Regions from separate parts of the Rattus norvegicus genome. Here region 2 is linked to region 1. Evidence: chromatin contacts called from public Hi-C data. All regions are on one chromosome and are shown on one strand. Each heading gives the region's core, a stretch centred on a gene start, on an enhancer-like site or on the middle of the called end of the contact. The rest is flanking DNA. Distances are from core to core; before and after follow the strand shown. Region 1 overlaps Nek2 (NIMA-related kinase 2). Region 2 holds the start of Slc30a1 (solute carrier family 30 member 1).

Region 1 (7,457 bases), core at 2,211-4,710:
AAGCTAATAAAGGTATGATAGTGTCATATGTGTGTCCCTGCCATGGAAGCCACCTGTGCTCCCCAAAGACAGTGTGGGGTCAGCTTCAGGTCTCTTGGCTTGCTGCTTGCTGCCTGAAGTCTTCCATGGTCAAGGGCAGCAAGGTCCCCAGGCTGGCCACACCCTTGGCCACACCAACCTAAGAACCCAGCAGGTGGCACCATCGGCAGGCATGGCAAGTCCTTGGGCTGATTTGAATGCAATCACTTCTGCTGACCCAGATCTGAAGAGTCTATGATAAATTCTGTAGGCTATCAGAAAAATGCTGTTCACTTTCAAAGAAGTCCTGGACAGCCCCCAGCACACTAGGGTCTGTAAAGCAGCTCTAACACTGTGGGCTAAGCAGGAATGCTTGCAGCAGAGCTGAGGGGTGAAGCTGGGGTCCTTGAGTCTCAGTGATCGTGGCTCTCTGTTTTTTTATTTTTCTGAATGAGAACAGAACCCATCCAGGCCGGTTGCCGCCTTGCTAGGGAGCTACTGAGACCGTGCGTGTGAAAGGCTCTGCCCACTGCAGCTGAGCTAAGACTCACACCAGGAGAGGGGCGTGATGAGGCCCAGCCCTGAAAGGCAGCAAAGACATCTGGGTTTCTTCGAGAGCATTATCAGCTCCTATGCCACCAGCTGCACCCTGTGAACTTGGCCTTCGCCCCCAGGAGCAGCAGATAAAGGTCTTCACCGTGCTCGGTTTCTGAGGTTACGGGGCTCTTACGCTGACCCAGCCCAAACCATGATTAAGTGGCTGGAGGTTGGAAAAGAAGTGCTGGGCTTGTGGTTCACAGAGACCAGCCTCTGTGGGATCATAAACATTAATAATTAATCTTGCCCGATGTGATGGAGGAGAACAGCCAAGAGCCTCAGAGTGACTGGCTCTCAGGTGCCGGGGTCCCTGGCTCTGTGGGACTTTTGTAGCCCTCCCTGCTGCCAAGAACTAACCACCATAGCAGCAAATCTGCACCAGGACAACCGAAGGTCATCCTAACTAAGCCACACCCTTCACAAGAGACTCCAGAACATTCCAAGTTGTTTCCAGCACCTGATACCTCCTGTCCTTTCGTACAGCGTGTCAAGGGCAGACATGTATCAGCATGCATGTGCGTGTGCCGTTCACACATTTGTGTTGGGGAAGGGGCTGGGTGAAGAGAACAAAATAATACACATCCCTGAAAACAGCATTCCCAATACACAGGGCAACTACCCTTCCCCAGGATGCTCTGTAGTCCGCACACGGACATGTTCCATTCCAGGGCCGAGAACAGAACAGCGCACTGAGAAATCACTACAAGTGCTTCGAACATTCTCAGACCGTTGCTTCAGTTTGCATCTGAGTGATTCCCTTAAAGCTCATTGAAGGGTGGTGGGTGGGACCTTCAAGAGATGAAGATTAGACTGACAGATGCCTTTAATCCCGGCACGGGGAAGTCAGAGACAAGTGGATCTCTGTGAATTTCAGGCCAGCCTGGTCTACAGAGCGAGTTCCAGCACAGCCAGAAAGCCTGTCTCAAAAAAATAAACAAAAAGAAGTGGAAGTCAGGTCACTGAGGACTTGAAGTGTGTGTGTGTGTGTGTGTGTGTGTGTGTGTGTGTGTGTGTGTGTGTTGTTTAGGATCAAACTCAGGGATTCCAGTACGCTACTCAAGCACTCTACCACTGAGCCAAATCTCCAGCCCCACTTAACCCGTCTCAAAGCCCTTCCTTCTGCAGCCCCCATACTGCTCGATTTCCTCCTTCCAGGATGCTTCAAGGGAACCCCCAGTGTTCCCCGCATTGGTAGGTCCGGCCTCCTCTTCATGCGACTTTGTCGATGCATCAAGAGGCAGTGTGGGGCTGAGCTCTGTGCAGGGCTGACGAGGGCAGCTTCTGTATTAGGGACTGTTCCTGCTGAAACGCGGATGTTCCACCCAGGGAGCAATGGCAGCTTCTGTTCCCACTGTCTCTACATGGTTCATGAGGGAAACGTCAGTGCTGGTTAATTAACTGGGTTAAGAGAAGCATTCAGTAAACTGCAAAGTTCAACTTTAACAAGCTGTTTTCCCTCCCAGGTCCCTCTAGAAGGGGTCATCAGGAGTGCTGTCACAGGGGAGCCATGGCCCCGGCTGCTTCACAGCTCCATGCTCTGAGTCTGTCCTGTCCATGGACTGGCCTAGACCAGGCTGTCACTAGACACCCTGAGGACCTCTGTTGCTGGCGTGGAGGGTTGAGTGTAACTTTGCTTTAGACAACCTACTGGCCACTTCCTCTGACCCTGGAAACATGGTTGGGGTCCATTCGGCCCCTGATGGCCCTCTCCTGCCCAGTTTTGCCCCAGAAACTCCTACCTGGCAGATAGAGAGCAGGAGAGTCCTCTAGTTCCTCTGCATACATGATGCCAAGGGCTCTGGGGTATCAAACCAAACCCTCTCATCCCTCCCATAGACCAGAGTGCTCAATGGATCGGGGCATTGAAAGCCTTCCAAAGCCTTTCTCCTCCATTAATTCAGCTCATACCCACATGGGACTTCAGTCTGGGGCAGAGACAGAGGCATTCAGTAGGGGTCTACTTTGTCCCCAGCTCAACCCACCTGCTTTGCACAGCTCCTCGAGCCCAGCGGACTTTCGGCCCCTCCTTCACAGTTGGGAAATTACCAGTGAGCTGTCTACCCTAGAGCACTTAGGACAGATTATCTGGCCCACCCTGGACCTGTTGAATTGAGCCCATATTTTAGCGAGATGTCCAGATGATACTGCCAGGTCTGTTGCAGCTGGAGATGCAGCAAAGGCTTATGCTACTCCCTGAGCTCTGTCTCTCCTGCCTTACCTCAGAGAGCGGTCTGCTCCCTCAAGGTTTGGCTCTGGGTGTAATTACTGCAATTATCATGTTGGATGCATTCCTGGTTTCACTCACTCTTTTCCCCCTTAGTTTAAATATTTGCATTTTATTATAACCCATCTATTATAACCCAAGCCCTTTTGGATGCTTCCCAGGGCAGAGTGGAACACAGTTGCTCAGGAATATTCCAGACCCTTGAATACAGTTCACCTTTTCTAGGACTGATGTTCTGTTTACAGCTGAGGGGTTGAAGCTCAGGGTTAGACAATGTAAGCAGCCCGGGTGGCTGCTGGGTGTCCGTCCTCCCCACCCCTCCCTGGCAGCTCCATTTGCTGAGTCAGCCCAGCAGCCACCTGGACATTGTCTTCAAACAGAAGGACACTTGGCTGCTGAGAGGGGAGGAGGGGCGCATGGGTCAGAGGTGTCCGGGCCTGAGACTTTGCATAGATGCCCGTGGGTCTGGCAGTACGTTCAGTGGGTGGTGGGAGAGCCCTGGCACATGGGAAAGAGATGTGCTGGCTGGGCTAAGGGTAAAGAATCCCTAGGTCTCAGCCACACGCTGTCAGCCACTCGGTCAGCCAGCATGCGCCTCCCTGGGTGAGGCTGGTTTCAACATCTTTCTGAGAAATCCACCCAACAATGCGGGTCCTCATTTTCCACATTACTGAGCATTCCCGGTACAGCATGCATTCTCTTCATTCCTTTAAACCCATTCCAGTTGGGAGCCTTGCCTCTGGTCCCACAACAAGACCTGTCTGTAAGTGGGGCATATTTCAGGGGAAGGAGCCTGGACAGCCTGGGTGTCTTAGGCCTCTGGCCTGGGCTTTGGAGGGAGTGAGATTCCACATGGCAGACAATAGCAAGGAAAGCAGGAGAGAGAGAAATCATCCTAGACCCATCCTCCCAGAGGTTTGCTTTAAAACCAGCAGCTAACTCTGCCCCACCTAAAGCTGCCCAATCACTTCTTTCAGCGCCAGGTCTAAAGGCCACCTGGCTCGATCACGCCACCCTGGCCCATCTTGCTAAACCACCTAATCCACCCAGTTGTCTCGGGTCGGGGGGTTGTTGTTATTTTTAAAATTGTATTTTGTGTTGTTTTTCTGAGGTAGGGTTTCATGTAGCCCAGGCTGGCTTCAAACTGGCTATGTAGCTGCAGATAACCTTAAATGCCTCGGCCTCCAGTGTTGGAACCACAAGCATGGGATATCACCCAGGGTAGGTGTTCACCTTAACCCATGCTAAACTCTGGAAAGAAGTCACACTGTGATAACCTGCTATCAGGATGGTTATGATCAGAACAGCAGGGACTGTGGAGAGTTGGAATGTTGCAGGTCCAGAGCAAAATTATCTTGGGTCATTTTAACCCAATAAACAGTCACATGTTGCCCAATAGGTGTGGGACCTATTAGTGTGAACAGCACTAGCTTCTTCCAGCCCCAACACTAAGACCCTCAGAAGGCATTTGAGGGTGACATCAGGGATTCCCCTGTTGTGACCCGTCCACCTGACTATCTGTTTCTATAGAAACTCCATGAAATTCTTACCAATGGAACATGGCATTTGGGGTAACCTGAATCTGTGTATCTGGGCCACAGTCACTCATTTTTGGCTCCAGAATAAACATCTCTTGACTTTCTGAATGGAAAGCTGTTTTAGCTTTAACACCCACTGTGGGAAACAAACTGCTGTTGCCCTGTGAGGCCAGAGAGGGCAGGGTCTTCTTCCTGCTCGAGTCTGATCCTTCACCAAAACAGGGTGACTTGGGAGTCGGTCAGTCACCAGCTGTGCCGCTTACCTGTGACCCGTGTGCCTCAGTTTCCCTGGGACCTCTGCGCAGGAGTATTAGGACGCAAAGTAACTGGGGCTGGTGCTCAGTGGAGCCAGCGCCTCCCGGCTGCTGGGCTCGCAGCGCTTTGGCGCCACCGTGTGGCCGCCTCTGCCATTGCTGAGGCGCTGGTGAACCTGGGGAAACTTTAAGACAGGTGAGGGGAGCAGCCCTTTCCTTCTAAGAGCTTCCTCTCTGGTCCAGGAGATGGTCCTGGCTTGCGTTGGTTTCTCAGTGGCAGGACGTAAAAGTTGGCTGTGTATTTCCAAGCCTTCAAGGACCCTCTTTTCGCTGCCCTGCAAGCCCCCTTCCTCCTGCACGGCCTCCACAGTCCCTGCCCTACTGGGGTCCCCAACCCCTGCTCTGCCTGTCGAATGCCAATGTCCCTTTTCCCCAAAAGTGTGCACACACCTCTTTTGACCAGCTTTATTCCATTCCCTAGCACTTATGGCTGACTCTCCCAGTTGCCTACCACCACAGATCTAGTGCGGGATCAGGCTCTCTCCACAGTAATGGGTTAAACGTCAGCCTTTCAACATGGTAACTCAATAACTGTCCATTGAGTAAATGAATGAAAGTTAAGAGTCCAAGACAGCCTCCTCTAGCTTTAAAATGAAGTGGGAAAGGTTATTTCTTAAGGGCTGGTTTTAACGTGTGGTTGAGACTGCTGACTGCTCTCCTGGAAGGTCTTGTGCCTTCAGTTAGTCTCTAACTCGACAGGATTCTCGGCTGGGGCCTGGGTACAGGTGTTAGTGTTAGGCAGCTCTGACCAGGGTGAGTCACAATCCACCTGTCACTTGCTCTGCCCTTTGCCAGGTGAGAGACAGGAGGTGGGTGGATGCACCTAGCCTAGGGCTAAAGCTCCTGGGGAGGCCTTGGTAGGGGCAGCAGACATTGCACAGGGCTGGTGAAGGGAGAGCAAGTCACAGGTCTCCAGCTGTTGAGACAGACAGATGGATGGACAGGGACGGACACACACACACACTCTGCTGGAGGTTGAGTGCGTAGTCTGCCTGGCTTGCAGCAGCACTCTCCAGGAACGAGCCAGTAGGAGCCACTGGACTAACACAGGGTCAGGCTCAAAGCACTTCCACTTAAAGCTGACATTGCCCAGGATGAAGACTAAGTTCCCCAGTTTCTTAGGACACTCAACAACACGTGTCAGAGCCAGGGAGGCGTGGACCAGGGTCCTGCACAGTCCTTCTGGACTGAGTCTTGCAGATGCTGCTGTGGCAAGGAGGCAGACTCAACACTACACAGACCAGCCTATGGGGAATCTCTGTGCTTGGCCAAGCATCATTTCCAGTATGAGAGCTGCATTCCACCAGTGTGCTGTCTGTATACTTAAGGGAGTTATTTATTACTGAGCCTTCCATAACTTGGTCTCTATTATGCTCATACAATTAGCAATACCAGGGAAATGTTACATAAAAATATGGTGGGTAAAGTTTTTCATGCTCAAATAAGACGTTTTTTAAAATTCTGGACTAGGAGGTGGCTGAGGGCCAGAGCTGAGATTCCCCAGAATGCATGTAAAAGCCGGGAAGGCATGACAGCTGCCCACGACCACAGGATCACTGTGGCAAGTGACTCAGATGCCAGCCGGACTCAGTGAGCTCTGGTTCAGGGAGGATTCTGCCTGAGTAAAATGGAGATGAGAAAGACAACACAACTGTGACCCACACAGGCATGCGTCTGCCCACACACACACTAAACAGCAAAATGCAAAGTAAGTTGTCTGTGTAGGTGGTGTACAGGCCAGCCCCCAGACAACCCCCCAGAGTGGTCACACTCAGTCATGGACTAACCATGTGACTTTCAAGAACATCTCCGAACAACAGGGTGCTGATAGCTCACACCTTAATCCCAGCACTCGGGAGGCAGAGGCAGGCAGATCTCTGACTTCGAGGTCAGCCTGGTCTACAGATTGAGAACTAGGACAGCAGGACTACATAGGGAAACCCTGCCTTGAAAACAAAACAAAAACAGGAATGTTTCTAAACACTGTCCAGAGTTCCCTGTGCAGCGACTCAGTCTGCTCAGCAGGGCTGGCTGAGCAGATACAAGAGAGTAAGTCCCACCACAGCCTGCAGCAGAGGAAGACATAGCTGTAGGAAAGTCAGTTTTATAGCATGGAAAAATGGGACAGATGACGTCCAGAATAAAAACAAATCACAGACATCGTGTGCTAAGGACACGACTCGGTCAGAAAGGTACTTGCTGTGCAAGTGGGAGGAACTCAACTCAGGGTCCAGAACCACATAAAAAGTTAGATGCAGTAAAATGTGCTTGTAATCTCAGCACTAGGGAGGCAAGACAGAGGGGGAGAACCTTGGGATTTGAAGGTAGCCAGCTTGGCAAAATTGCTGTGTCCTACCCATACCAGGGAGACTCCTCATCAAAAACCATAGTGGACAGTGCCTGAACAATGACACTGGAGTTTACCCTCTAGGGGCTATGTGCACCTGCACACAAGTACGTACACACATACACAGATGCACACACAGAATACAAATGTCACAGTGATTAAGTTCCACAAAATAGATTTATATTATATTGGAAAATTTATAAATAAGATGACTTGTTAATTATAAACAATTGTATCCAATCAAGTTTTTCTGAAGTTCAAGAACATTTAAAACCTCATACTTAGAATTTTTTTGTATACATAGATTTTACTCTGAATAGCTATGTCAATATCATTATAGACCAAAGGAGAAAGAAAGAAAAGGTGGGATAACCACCACACTGAGTTTCTGGTTTCTAACAAGACTTCCCACCTGGCAG
Region 2 (7,457 bases), core at 3,632-6,131, 68 kb before region 1:
CCTCAAGGTAAGTTGGCGCCCACGGAGTTTGCTATGACAAAACACCTTTGAGAAAAAAAAAAAAAGCCTACGGTACCACTTTTTTACATAGAAGCCACTTAACCCAGGCCACCACCACCTTAAAGCACTTCTGAAAGTCAGACTGACACAGCCCTCATCCCCGTGACATAAACCTGCCCAGAGCATTCTGAAGGACACCTCCTGGATGCCACAGGCTTTCCACTGCCTTCCTGTACCACTGTGGAAACACTAAAACCTTCTGCACAGAGCTATCTGAGACATCTGGAGCTCCCCTCACACCACTCCCAGATCTCTCAATTTCATGTTTTTTTAAAAAAGCAAACTTGCTAAAGTCAAAGTAACCACCTGCCAAGGGGTTAGACCACACATTAGTGAAGCATTATGTAGGCTGGATGGTTGGCCCAGTGTAGTATGTGTGAACTTACAAACTATGTTCCAAAAATTACATTTCTTATCAGAAAATCCAGCTGTTCTTAAGTAGGCCCATTGCCAGCAACAGGCTCATTACCCTAGGGGAGAGACCGACCATCCCTTAAAGTAACTGTCATATGATAACACTTTCATTTTCAGATTATTAAGCAGTGAATTATTTCAAATCCCAAAAGTTAACTTTCCCAAAAGTAGTCAGCTATAAAAGTTATTGAAGTAGTCAGAATACTTTGTTCCTAGAAAAATAGAGCTATACATAACTGATATTAATAATCACTTTCGAAGACAAAAATCTACATTTCCTTCACAAAGCATTAACCTTTCTCTATCAAGGAAAATATAACTTAAAAATCTTCAATGTCTGTGTTGGATCTGAAATCTGTGGCAATGGAGCAGCCGTGAATGACTTCCTGGGTGTAAAGTGCGAAGCTAAAGACCTGTTGCCTTCCTCTGATTGGTTTTGCTTTCTAAAGTAATATCCAAATTGCATGAGCCATCTGATTTCATTCTCAAGTCACTGGCTCTTGGCTAAGCACACACTGTTGGCTACACATCTAGAAAGGTATTCAATCCATCTGACAGGTCACTATGGAAGTTTTTTTAAGACACAATTTAATAGTTTGCAGTTAAGGAGTCTGCATTTTCAAAACTATTCATGCATTTAGAACTTTTAGCTCAATGTTGCTAATACCAGTCTTTGAAAGAAAGCAACACTGGCAGAAGTGTTTAGACTGACTTTGGTAGAATAAAGCCATTTGAGATTTTCAAGGTAATTTAGAGCTATAATCTCCACATTAATAGGTAATAACTGACATATTGCCTTCTTCCTTGCTCTTCTCCCCTATATGCTCTACAATGTGTAAACTCTAACTCATCTTGTGAATTACCTCACGGTTTACTCGACTACTCAGAAGTGGAGAACAGAGTAGTAACTAATCTCGTTTCCTGCTAATAGTCATGACTTGCTCTGGAAACATGCTGCAATTATGCTAGGCTTATGATCTCAAAGGGCACGTAACTACCCCTCAACATCAGAGGAAACAAGCTTGATGACTTTAAAGGCCTAGCAATTACAATCCTAACAGATAAGATATAACAATGGGGGAAAGAAAAGCAGAGAAATTCCAGTAACAATTTTATTTATCCCCCTAATTTTTATCATGGGAAAACCAGGAATCAAATGTCATTATGTCATATAAGGTCTATACTTACTTTAAACAAAAATGTAACATAGTGTTAAACTGGCTTTCAAAGCGTGCTCCAGCACAGCTGCACTATGCACTAGTAATCGCGAGGCTGTGCTGTAGCGCACTCTATTCTGCAGTTCCATTACGTTCTGACAAAAATAGAATTAAACTGTGCGACCAGACGAGGACTTCAATTACACTACGTGGCAAACTTAGCATTTCAATGGAGTCTATTTTCTCTTGCAGTTTAAAAGCAAAGTCAAATATCACATCTTTCTCAAGGCTCACAAAGATGATTCGGGCTGTTTGTTTGGCACATTTTTAATCTCTATCACCACAGCGGGGACACTGCCTTCAGCTTTAGTCCTCCTGGGCTTCTTCTCTAGGTTTTCACTGAGTTCTAAACAAGAAATGCTAACTGTTGGAGCCTTCTCTGCCTCCTTTCCAGAATGGACCTGTGGCCGTGTCCCACAGCACTGCTTCAAAGCACACTGAGTTCTGCAGGCGAGCTCACACGGGACGACACTTGATTTAGAGCCTACGCTAGCGAATTCAGGCTGGATGGTGGTGGCGTGAATTCCATGATTGTGAAAAACATCTTTAATGGTTTTGGCCACCTGCATGTATGAAGCTGGGTCTTCACATTTTATATGAGCAGTGGCGATGATCCTGCTTCCGGCGAGCTGCCAGACGTGTAACTCATGGACTTCCTCCACTCCTTCAACATCTCGTAGCTCTTTTACCAAATGTTTGATATCAATTTGCTTAGGAACAGTCTGTAGAAGAATGAGAGCGGACTCCTTGAGCAGTGGGTACGTCGTGTAAAGAAGTATACAAACCATTATAATGCACAGGGTTGGATCTAGGTAGAGGACCCAGCACGGACCAGCCTCGTGCATGGGGGCCTGGGTGCTGTTCATCAGCTCTACAGACGATTTGCAGGGATCAGGAAAACACGGGTTCACACAAAAGTCGTCTTCAGTACAACCCTTCCAGGAAAAGTAGAAGACCAAGGCATTCACAACAACGATCACAGAGCCCAGGGCATCTCCAAGGACGTGCAGAAACACTCCTCGCATGTTCAGCTGTCCAGCCCTGTTGTCTTCTGATTCCAGACTGTCTGACTCCTGGATGAGATTCCCATTTACCTGTACATCCACTGGATCATCACTTCTCAACTTCTCTGGCTCTACAACAAAACAATACAATTTTAACTACGCACATTTAAAGTGTCCATAAAAACATCCTGTCTGGCGGTAAATTTCAACTTGTTTCATAAAGCACAATAAAAGTGTGCTGAGAGCAATTCACAGTGAGCTGGCACTGGGTACTGCCAGTACACAACAGCAAAAATTCAACTGTGTCACTGGGTTACTGTTCCTTCTCGTTCCTTCCCACCCTCTCTCACCTGCCCCCCACTACTGGGTTAGTGTCCTGTAAACATTCTACTTCACTTCTCTGAAACATACAAGAGAAGCAAAATTTAAGGTGACCAGTTAAGTAGCACTGAGGACTTACGTCCTCTGACACAAACTAATCTTAGGTGAGTTTCTCTTTACTCTGTGGCACTAGGTAGACTGAGAAAATCGGCTCTAACGTAAAATATTCATCATGAACATAAAATATACTGTCTTGGCAGAGGAGTTTACACACTGACAAATCAACAACCTGGGGCTATTGCTGGGTGGTGCAAGCCTTTGATCCCAGCACTGGGGAGACAGATGCAGGAGGAATTCCGTGAGTTTGAGGCCAGCCCATTCTACAGAGTTAGTTCTACAGACAGCCAGGGCTACATGGAGAAACCCTGTCTCCAGGAACCAAAAACAAACCAACAAGCACAACACAACCTGAAGCTATCAATGAAGTTGGAAATCAATAATCACTTAGTAACCTAAAAGTTCCAGTCAGACAGCACACCTGGGCAGCTTCATCTTCTCCTTTCTATGTACCACCTGCACTTCCTTAACATGTTACTATGCACTGGAGAGGTTAAGCTGCCTCTGTATGGAACTTAAACAGATACAAACAGCAAGGAAAAACTGGAAGGAACAAAACGTTAACATCGAGCCTGGGTGGTACCGGCTGGTTCTAATTTTTTTTTCAACACTTACCTTCCAAATTACCATCATGTACAGTGTGCTCAAGATGAAAAACGTTCATTAAAACCCCAAGGGTAATACATCACCATTGGGTCTAGTCCCATTATGCCAGACCCGAAGAAGTAAGGATGCAACATGCCCTGGCAGGTCCCTAAACTGTGATTTTACGGATTAGGCGGTCGGTTCTGGGAAACACACACTCACAAAGGCCGCCTTTAACCAGGGCCCACACACCCCCAACACATCATTATCAAACTTGTACAGTGGGCACGAAACCACCGCGCACCCGGGCGCGGGGCGTGGCACCCACCGCGGTCGCCAGGGGGCGCTCGTCCCGACCCCTCCGGCGCTCACCTGCCTGGTCCGCCTTCAGCCCGTTGGAATTGCTGGTGTTAGCCACTAGCGTGTTGGTCTCCTCCTGGTCCGGCTCCTGGTCCGGCGCCCGGCCCGGCGGCGCGCCCGCTTCGCCCCCCGCGCGGCCCGCCTTGCGCGCGCCCTTGGCGAGGTGGCCGTGGCCGTGGCCGTGCGAGTGGCCGTGGCCTGCGCCCTGGCCCTCGCCGCTGTGGTGGTGGAACAGGCAGAGCCCCAGCACGTTGACTAGCAGCCCCGCCACGCCGACGCTAAGCACCACGAGCGGCTGCTGCATCTCATGCGGCTCGATGAAGCGCTCGACGGCTTCCAGCAGGATGGCGAAGCACAGCCCCGTGAGGAAGATGGCGTTCACCAGCGCGCCCATCACCTCAGCGCGGATCCAGCCGAATGTGTTCTTCTGCGTGGCGTGAGTCCTCCGGGCGAAGCGCTCGGCCACCAGCGCCACCACGAGCGCCAGCACGTCCGACAGCATGTGGAAGGAGTCGGACAGCATGGCGAGCGACGCGGTCACCCGGCTCACCACCACCTCCAGCACCATGAACATGAAGGTCAGCAGCAGCATGCACAGCAGCCGGCCGCGGTTGCGGCCCCAGCAGCCCATGGCGGCGGCCTGAAGCTCGGCGCTGACGCGGGAGCGGCGCTGTGGAGAAACCGCCGGCCGCGCAGCTACTCAAGCGCCGGCGCTCGGCTGTACTGGCGAGGCGGAGGGCGCGGCGGGCCACTGCGTACCGAGGGGCTGCCGAGCATCGGACCGAGGCGCTCGGGAGACCGCGTCCGCAGCGACTGCGCTCGGCCCGGTGGCGGCCGCCGTCTTCACCCCCCCGCCTTTGCAGACGGTTTACAAAAAAACTTTGCTTTGCACTCGGAACCCCCGTTTTCACACGGACCCGAGCGTGACAAGGCCCCGGTGTCCCGCCCCCCCGGCCCGGCTCGCCTCCCCATTGGCCAGAGCTGCCTCACGACAGCCCTGGCGTCCCGCCCCTCCTCAGTCTCTATTGGCTAGCGCGGCGGAGGGGCGGGAGGGGGCGGGGCGCGGCCGCGGGAGCTGGGGGCGGGGCCTGTGCACTAGGGAGCGGGGCGTGGGCCGGGGGCCGCGGCCGGGTGCAGCGGCGGGCGGTGCGGGGGAGGGTGGGCGCGGGCCGCGTGCAGCGGTGGGCAGGCGGCAGGGCGGTGGCGCTGAGCCCTGGGGCGCCGTGAGCAGTTCCCGCTTCCCGCGGTGAGGGTTCCGGGCCGTGGTTCCCCTGCTCCGGCTTGGCCGTCCCAGACTTTGATCCTGCGAGCTGGGTGCACGTGGGGGCGGCTGGGTGACAGGTCGGCGCCCAGGAGGGGCGGGGAGTTCGGGCTGTGCGGGCGGCGGGGGCGCGGCCGAGCGAAGAGCTGAGTTAGGGACTGGTTTGCTAGCAGGACAACCCCAGCCCCGGGAACACTTTCCATTCAGCGGGTCTCACCCGGAGGGCCACCCCCCGGGGCAACCGTGTGAAGTCAGCCTGCCGCCAACACTCTAAGGTGTGGGGTGCTGACTTGGGCGGGAGCCTGCTGCGTGACTTGGGCAAGTCACCTAATCTCTCTCCACCTGTTTCTTCATCAATAGAGGAAAGGGTTGGGCAAGTAGAACTCTTCTGCTTCCTTCTAGCTAAAATTCCAAGGCTCTGTGAGTTCACACTATTTATAGGTTACAAACCTCCGAACCCTTGTGTGGGCTGTTTGGAGGGGGAGGGGCGGCTAGAATACAAAAGAAAGTGGTGGAAAGGCCCCAAGAACCAAACACCCTTGCTGAGTTGGCTAAGACTCTTTGGAGTTGGTCTTCTAGGTGAGAATAGTGAATGTGTGCACATCAGTGTGGGAAAAGGTCTCCCAGAGTGGACCTCCATTGGGAGGCCTCCGTTGGGCCATCAAACTGGATGAAGGACCCCCTAGGTTACAGCCATTGCATTGAGCTATGCATGGCCCACTGTGTCCTTTTGCATGAAAATTTTTCTTCTTTTTCCTTTTGGTTTTTCAAGACAGTTTCTGTGAGTGACCCTGGCTGTGCTGGAACTCGCTCTGTAGATCAGGCTGGCCTCGAACTCAGAGATAAAGCTGCCTCTGCCTTCTGAGTGCTGGGAATTGGGTGTTCGCCGCCACCACCACCACTCAGCAGAAATTCTTGTTCCAAGACTGCCTCTTGCTTTGTAAATGATGTTCTCATCCCAGCACGCAGACTGGGAAACTAGCTAGGTGGGTCTTCATATTGTTTTGCTGAATGAGGGAGCATGGTCAAAGATTCCCAGTTTTGTGAGGGAATAAACAGCAGAACCTGGCGATTGCCTGGATGTTGGGAGGCAAGAGAGCTAAAGGGGACATTAACAGTTATGTTAATGCCTTAAATGGCATTTTATTGGACAATGGGAGAACAGTGAACTCCACTTTGAGACGCTGAATTTGAAGTAAGACACATGATAGTGGTGCTTAGATTGGATTACCCCATACACACACAGAAGTGGGAAACACAGCCTCAAAAGTCCAGCCTCTCTATAGAAGCCTAAATTTGGAAGGCACTTAAAGTATCCTTATGTCACTTGAGTCACTGGGCAGCCGGGGACCATTTTGCCTCCTACTGTGGCCTTTTATTGAGACAGATTCCTTTAAAGCAGTGGTTCTCAACCTTCCTAATGCTAGACCCTTTCCTTGCTACTTCATAACTTAATTTTGCAACAGTTACAAATCCTAAAGTAAATATCTGTTTTCCAATGGTCCAAGGTGACTCCCACCTCCCCAGAAAGGGTCATTTGACCCCCAAGGCGTTGTGACCCACAGGTTGAGAACTACCGCTTTAAAAGAAGTTGATAACGCAAAGCAGAAGCAATAGGTAAATAAGGCAGGCTTGCCTTGCCAACCGGGCCTTGCCCCTACAGGGGCTAAACAGACCAGCCTGGAAGATGTTTCTCGTGGTAGTCATCTCAGCTTCCAACAGCAGCCACAAACAGCTGAGGGGTCTGTGTCACATTCAAGCTGTCTCCCAGAAAGCTGCTTTATTCCCTCACCCCCTGGCAGAGGGTGGGGCAGCACAGTCCCAAAGTGTGGAGTAGTCACAATGGCCAGCCAACTCAAAATGCAGGGTAGGGGACCAGCCCAGAGGTTTAGTGATTGATTGCCCAGCATGAGTGGTGGCCCTGGCCTCCTGAGAGAACTTAATAGCAAGACTATTTGGTCTAACTTACTTTCTCCTTATCTTCTTTTTATGTGATGGATCTCACTGCCTACTTGGCTCAAAGTTCTGTGTAAACCAGGCTAGCCCCAAACCCACAGAGCCTCAGTCTTCTATGCCTCCAATGTTTAGGATTAAAAGCCATGCACACCCACAGCCTGC

What was found. Hi-C and Micro-C count contacts between places; a contact is called where the count stands out from the background.
Region 2: a contact with region 1 is called in a Hi-C map of liver, with 2.8 times the contacts expected there. The contact joins the promoter of Slc30a1 here to the enhancer-like site in region 1. A contact is called at or near these places in 10 of 12 Hi-C or Micro-C datasets (the A7r5 cell line, the Rat2 cell line, Schwann cells and 5 more).

What each region holds. Positions count from the first base shown.
Region 1 is chr13:105,949,799-105,957,255 of GRCr8, reverse strand. It overlaps Nek2 (NIMA-related kinase 2), which reads right to left. Exons shown (of 8, transcript NM_053691.2): 8 at 7,202-7,457. Among named protein-coding and RNA genes, the nearest start is that of Nek2, 17 kb to the right of the region's middle. Within about 2 kb of position 3,460, at least 5 of the 93 cell types and tissues checked have an H3K27ac peak or open chromatin away from gene starts, as enhancers often do. A contact at or near this core is called in liver, where this site is marked.
Region 2 is chr13:106,019,443-106,026,899 of GRCr8, reverse strand. Slc30a1 (solute carrier family 30 member 1) reads right to left here and starts at 4,881. Exons shown (of 2, transcript NM_022853.2): 1 at 4,091-4,881; 2 at 1,008-2,826. The coding sequence starts at 4,709. The coding sequence ends at 1,922.